Linked DNA regions of Oryctolagus cuniculus: region 1 is linked to region 2. A link is a contact called in public Hi-C data. All regions are on one chromosome and are shown on one strand. The core of a region is the stretch at or near the end of the contact, and the rest is flanking DNA. Distances in the headings are between cores, read along the strand shown. Region 1 has its middle 96 kb from the start of DCTD. Region 2 overlaps LOC138848472 (a long non-coding RNA gene).

Evidence for each region. Hi-C and Micro-C count contacts between places; a contact is called where the count stands out from the background.
Region 1: a Hi-C map of skin fibroblasts shows a contact between it and region 2, with 4 times the contacts expected there. The contact joins two enhancer-like sites. A contact is called at or near these places in 4 of 6 Hi-C or Micro-C datasets (ear pinna, embryonic fibroblasts, skin fibroblasts and 1 more).

The regions. Positions count from the first base shown.
Region 1 is chr2:64,666,308-64,669,883 of mOryCun1.1, reverse strand. No RefSeq gene overlaps it. Among named protein-coding and RNA genes, the nearest start is that of DCTD, 96 kb to the left of the region's middle. Within about 2 kb of position 1,288, at least 1 of the 8 cell types and tissues checked has an H3K27ac peak or open chromatin away from gene starts, as enhancers often do.
Region 2 is chr2:63,028,102-63,031,461 of mOryCun1.1, reverse strand. The region is part of intron 4 of LOC138848472 (a long non-coding RNA gene); the gene reads right to left. Among named protein-coding and RNA genes, the nearest start is that of TRNAK-UUU, 940 kb to the right of the region's middle. Within about 2 kb of position 1,626, at least 1 of the 8 cell types and tissues checked has an H3K27ac peak or open chromatin away from gene starts, as enhancers often do.

The DNA.
Region 1 (3,576 bases), core at 39-2,538, 1.6 Mb before region 2:
CCCAGGCCACTCGGGTCTGGCAGTGGGGGTGAAGAGGGGCTCATCCTGGGAGCAGCGGGATGACATGGGACCTTCCAACCCAACCTCGAGGCCACCCGACTGTGCTTGGGAGGTAGGGACTTGTGTTTAGGGACTGAGTACCAACCCGGCTGTCAGAGCAGGAAGGAGGTGCTTGAGGTCACTGGTGGAGACCTACTCCTCCTTGACAAGGTGGGAGGAGGGAGGCAGTGTGGCCTGTGGCAATGTCGGGGGAACCCCAGGGCCCTGAGGCCTGGTGTGATGGTCTCCATCCGGGTCCCACCAGCTCCCCTGTGTCTCTTGGCACACGGGTGTGTGTGTGTGTGTGTGTGTGTGTGTGAAATTTGATGCCTCGTTGTCATTATGGGGACAGAAAGGCAGTGGCCTCAGGTGCTGTTCCTGGTGAGTTAGGAAAGATGAACTAGGCCTTGGGGAGCCCTTCTCTTGGTGACTGGCTGCCCCCAAAGACAGACACTGGCTGGCTGGGTCTGTGAGCCAGGTGCGGGGTGTGGAGCTAACCCTGCATCCGAGTAGTAGGCCGTTTTGGTTTCCTGTGAAGCCACAACTGTCCAGTCTGGTCTCTAACTCAGGGTGATACTTCCTGGTCTTCTTTCTGTCACTGAGAACTTGGGTAGTAAAAGGGTCTGTGGATTGGGTCCCAGCAGGCCTCCAAAAATGCTAGTTGGGCGGGTTTCTGTAGGCAGACGACTGGTACTGGCCGACATTTTAAATCAGCAGCCCAGGGCCCAGCCCAGGTAAGATAAGTCGGAGCCCCTGATTTTCGCTCCACGTGGAAGAAGAGGGACACTGGATTTCACCCGGCTGTGGGGGACGAGCTGGGGGGGGGGTCTGGGGGCTGGCGGGGAGTCGGGAGGGGGTTCGCTTTCCAGCCTGTGGCTCCAGCACTTTCCGTGAGCGCCTGGCGCCCTCAGAAATACCGCTGCCTCTCTGAATTTAAATGGTGGTCTCCTTCTGGGAAATTCTCGGCCTCGACAGGGCTGTTAACATGAAAAGTAAAAGGGAAACGGTGTGATAGCTCAGAAAGCTCTGTTTTCGGGGGGCTGCACAACTCAAATAGCCCGCGGTCAGTCCCCGGGAGGACGGGCCTCGGTTTGATCTGCCAGGCACGAGCAGCGCGGCCTGACAAAGGCGCTGCCTGACGTGCGGGGCGCTCTGACGGGAGCGATTTCCGCGAGGCCCGGGCCTCAGTGAGGTGGTGCGTGAAGCAGAAGTAATCGCTTTACGTGTGAAACTCTGTGGGCAGAGCGCCGCCGGGAGAAGAGAGGACGGGTGGACGGAGCTCCGCCGCTGAGAGGGGGCGCGGGGGCGAGGCGGGCGGCCCAGGACGCCGTTTCTGGTCCCGGGCGCCGCGCGCAGCACTAGGGGGCGCTGCAGCCCTTCCGGAAAGGGCCTCACCTGCAGGCATGGCCAGCGACCAGCCCAGAGGCCCAGGCCTCTCTGACCAGCCCTCCTGGGCATTTCAGGAGGCGCAGGCGTCCTACAGACACGGTCCGCTGGGCCTCCAGATGTTCGGGGCCTCTCGTTCCCTCAGAAGCCAGAGAGCCCCAGGAGATCAAGGGGAAGGCAGGCAGGAAGCCCTGGATGGAGGCCACCGCCATGGGCCCGACTGGCCCTTCCCCTGCCCCGCGGCGTCACCGCTGTGCGGATGCCTCAGGCCTCTCCTCGTCCCTCCTCACCCACCACCCCCTTTTTTTGAACTTGGAAATGCCTGTCACAGCTAAAGGGAGGAGAATTGAAACCGTGCTTGTTTAGAACCCCTTGTGGGCAAATTGGAGACGAGGACACTCGTTCCCTGTGATGCCCTGAGTAATTAGTTGAAGCCCATCTGGTCTACCAGGGGAGCCCTAGGATTTCCCTTCTAAGTCTTAGAAGCCCCCCGCATCACCATCTGACAACATCTGCGTGGGAAATCCAGAGAGAAGGGGCATCATAGATGTAGGGACAGGCGTCCTGGAGACAATTTCTGGAGCACTTCTTTAGGACAGGTAGACTGGAATCTCCCGGGTTTTAATTAGGGGGTGGGGTGGGACTTGGGGTTGGGCAGTTTCTTCACTTAGGCTGCCATTAATCTCTTGGGTGATGGGAGCCCCAGGTGGGAGCCAGCGATTGGCATACTTTCTCAAGCTTCCGCTGAGCGGTTTCATTTTCAGCCTCTCAGGCCTGTCAAAGAACTTGTCATCTTAACTCCTTGGACATTTGTGCTCCCCTCACACCCCATTGTTCAAGATAACTTGTGAAAATGTTAAAGAACTCATTTTGACCCAGTGGGCCGCTTGCAAATCCTGTCAGTTCTGTGGCTGCGAGTTCTGCCATGTAGCCAATGCCATTGTGGGTGGAATTCAGGGAATCCCTGCGCACGCCTAAGATTTCCCTTCCTAATGCAGGCTGAGTGCCTGTGGCCAGGGTCTGCTAAAGCCCCGCTCACAATTCACTCTGTAAGCAGGAAGACTGTAACCAAGCCACTCTGCTGCCCAAGAAGTCACAATTTATGCTTCTAATTTTAATTTTCCTCAGCTTAGATCCCAGAAGGATTTATTAAATTTGCTTTGTGGAGCCCATTAACTCTAAACTGAATAATGATGTTACTTACTCTAGGCTTGGAATCAGTTTCTCATAAATTCTCCACACACAAGACTCTAGGAACTCTATATTCCTCCATGACAGACTTTTAAGTTGGTTCATAAATGAAAAGGTTTACTCAATTTACCTAAAAGTTATTCGTAATTAACTGATACCAAGAGACTGTTGCGTGCCATGGTGGTGAGCAGCAAATGAGGTCTGTGGCAGAGACGATATGCATTCGGCGGCTTCACCTGGAAGGCGGAAGACTCGGAAGCTTTAACGGTGCCTCGCTGGTGTTCTAGCTTAGCTCTGCTTGAAATGGGTAATAAGGACTTACAGTTCATTGTCATTTCATTCATGGGCGTGGGGGGATGGCCCGAGCCAAATGGATGGCTGTAAAAACCCAGGTAAACAGCCCATTGGTCGGGCTTGTGGAAGTTATGGACAGATATTAACTTTACATGGCAGATTAGCTTATGGGCGATGGTGGCAGGGTTGAGGAACTGGGAAGTGGCAGGCAGAGGGGAGCTTCAAACACATGCCTTGGTGGTGGGTGGTGGAGGCATCCTTATGTAAGGAAAACTGCATATTATGACTAAGTTACGGCAGCTTTTGGGAAGATTGAGTGTCGTGGCGAGAAGGAGTCTTCTATACTTTTACGGGCAGGTTACCTGGACATGAAGTGATGCAGTGGATAGCACTGACGGCAACTCTCTGCTCACCTTGGCTTGAACCACTTCTGTGAGCCTGGCCACCTCCAGCTTCTAGAACATAGTGCATTTTGTGGACTGGGGTGCTGCCAGCAGTTTACTCCTCTAAAGCAAAATGGGAGAGGGTTTGGGTGTCTGTGGAAGGGGTGAAATCTTGCTAAGTTGCCCTATGAGGCTTCCTGGGGGTGGGCTTGTCCCACTCTGCTGGAGCCCTGATGACAACCTATTCCACTCAAGGTGGGTAAGGCGGTTCTCAGTCTGGCTG
Region 2 (3,360 bases), core at 377-2,876:
GGCAAATTATAACCAAAGTCCTTTGGGAATACATTTGAAAGCAATTCATAATGCAACATTAGTTCATCATGACTATTAGTATTATAATTAATATGAATGATAAAAATAATGACTGGCTTCTTATTCTCACTTTAAGTCTTCATGCTAGCAAAGGGTTGGCCCAGCATTTGACATTGGAGTGATGAGTGGGGATGAAGGAGATGGAGAATGGAACCAATCATTTTGTTTTGCAGTTTTTAAAACACAGTGTTTTCCTTTTGAATGGCTTTGTTGGTTTATTCAGTATTTGGGCCAGGACTTTTTTCCATTATATGATGGTGTTGAAAAAGAACAGAGATGATGGTAATAGTCTCCTGAAGTGAATTCAAAGGTTTTAAAGCCCAAAGTGTACAGGAAGCAATAACATGCTTGCTTTAAGAGCTTTTGAGATGTAAGTAGTGACCTTTGTGTTTCCAATAATGCCTGATAATTGAATGTAGACACTGCATATTGGAAAATAAGGTACTTGTAAAGCAAGGATCATATTCAACCAGCCCTTGTAATTGAGGGGCACAGTTTATCTGAGATTGTGAGCCCTGCCTCGGAGAACCTCACTAATCATAAGCAGTGGGGGATCGCCACCTTCCGTTGTGAGGGCACTGCAATTCCTGCCGCAGGTCACTTGGAACAGAAATAGAGGAGCAAACGAAAGCACAGCGCATTCACGTGATGTTATCCCTGGGAAAATGGGTGGCAACGCCAAACCCGTGAACGTGGAGTACAGCTTGAGATGATGACTTAGTGTACTTTAGAATCTGATGATAATCTAGGAAATAGGAGGTAGAGATGGGTTTCTTTCTTATTATCTGCATTTGAAATTTAAGGTAAAGATATGATTTTTCCATGTCACGTGTGACATTTTATTTGAATTCAACTGATTTCCTTAATTTTTTTTCTCATTTCCTTGGGTTTTCATTTTTTAAAAATTGCATTTATTTGAAAGTCAGTGAGAGAGAGCAAGAGAGATAGACTGACAAGAGATCTTTCATCTGCTGGTTTGCTCCCCAGATGTCCACAACAGTCAGGGGTGGGCCAGGCTGAAGCCAGGAGCCAAGAACTCGATCTAGGTCTCCCCTGTGAGGGGCAGAGACCCAATGACTTGACCTCTCTCTCCTGTCCCCTCAGGATATGCATTTGTGGAAAGTGGAATTGGGAGCTATGCCAAGTTCTCCTTTATAGGATGCAGGTCTCAGGCTGGGTTTCACCTGCTATGCCAAACACCTGTCCCATCAATTCCTTAGTGTACCTAAAAGGAATCTGAGATGTATCTCTTCCAACAGTAGCCACCTATTGTATCTAGGCAGGCAAAGCAGCACAAAATCAAAAGCTAAATTGTAAAAAAATTCTAATGCAAAGTAAAGTCTTGTGGAAATGGGGGAACTGTGTGACAACCAGGAAACGTGTGGCCTCTTCCACGAGTCTCTTTGCAAGGGATTGGTGCTTTTGGGTTACATAATTGTGAGGATGCCTACACTCTTCCAAGCAGAAACTGACAGTCTTCAATGATTTGTTTGTTTAATGACTATGATTTACCACTTCCCTGTGAGTTGTTTATTACCATGACATTTTTAGGTCAAGAGAAGTGAGCCTTGGTTCAAATGCAGGTCGCTGTCCTTTAGTGAACCACAGCAATGGATCTCACCCACTCAGCGATTTTAAACCTCAAGATATGAATAGGAGTTTCAGCCATGTGTCTCATATTCCACCCACATCCTTTTTGCTGAATGTACTTTCTACTTTACCTTTGCTGCACTATGTCAAATGGTTTGGTTTTCATTGAAAATGAATGGCTGTCATTGCATGCCCATTCATTTTAAGGCAACTGAAAAAGAGCTACAAATCTGTTTCCCAATTTCAAAATTAACCAACAAAGGGGCAGGGCATCAGCTAGTCCTATTTACCTGGATCCTGAAAAAAAGAATAATTAACCAATGATAAAGAATGAAATGTTGTGGTGGATTTTATTAGGGTCTAAATTCTGCCTTGTAACTTGACTGGGCTTGAAGCTTTCTACATGACAATTTGAGCTTTTTTTTTTCTTGAATGCTCTCTTTGGCTCCAGAGGCTCCAGAGGTAATCATTATGACCCCAGATCATTGCTTCAGATTCTTTTGATTGTCTAACTCCTGTGTCTTTACTAGTTTTTATGGGATCTTTGACCTCCTCAACAGTGTCCTCAGTTAATTGGGCCATAGTTTTGAGCTATTATCTTGACACCAAAGGTGGCTGTGCTTTGAGGAGGCACAATGTCATATCCCTTTTAGGTACAGATAGGAATTCATATTCTGCCTTGAGATACCTATCTGAGCCAATACTATGTACAAAATAGCTAGCTAAGTACAATAATGAACTTTCCATGATCATAGATGAAAGGGTACAGCCGTGGATAAGAACTCAACTGACATAAAATAACACATACTTGCCATGAAAAATGACATCTTTACATTAAATTTCAAAGGCAGATAATGAGTAAGAAAAACTCTGTATCTCTGCTATGTTAAAATGTTTCAGCTTTTTAGAAAATATTCTTGATTATGGTTAAACATATTAAAAATAATTTCATTAACAATTACTGATTAGAATTCCCTTAAGTAGTGATGGAACTTGAACAGGCAATGTTTAAAGAAAATATGAAAATTTTCAAAGGGGGTGGTGTTAAACTATTCCAACAAAACACAGGGCAGTTCATATTTTAGTAATTATTCAATACACTGTACACAAGACCATAACTTTAGCTATCACGTCCAGAAAGCATGACTCCATCTCTGGGCAAAATGAACAGGTATGAGTAACGAAAACAACAACTACAACAACAGATAATGTAGAAATTAGTGTAAATAAAATATTCTTGCAAGAATGTTTAGATACCCAATCGCAAAACCAAATTCTTTCTATGTAATGCAGTCATATCAAAATAATCTCTTCTATGTAATTTTCCTTATACTTCAACTTATTCCTACTCTTAGTAGGAATATGGATTATCAAAAGATTATCTTTTTTCCTCCCTTCTTTTTTTTCAGTATTTCTTTTTTTCTTCTTTGCTCAGACACTTACAGAATTGAAAAAAAAATCTTAGTTGTGGAAAGCTCTCAGAGACAAGCTAATCCATCACTGTTATTGTAGAGATGAGAAATGGAGGCCAAATAGGATTAGCAGCTTGCTCAGGATTCCACAGGTAATAAGATTCAGAATCCAAATACATGCCTTCTGCCTTCTGGTGCATTGTTTTTTCTTTTCCACCATACTAGCTAATAGCTCTAATTTCTCACAGGTTTCCTAGTGCTGATGACGACAGGGTACACTCCAATCACCCTTTGTGCT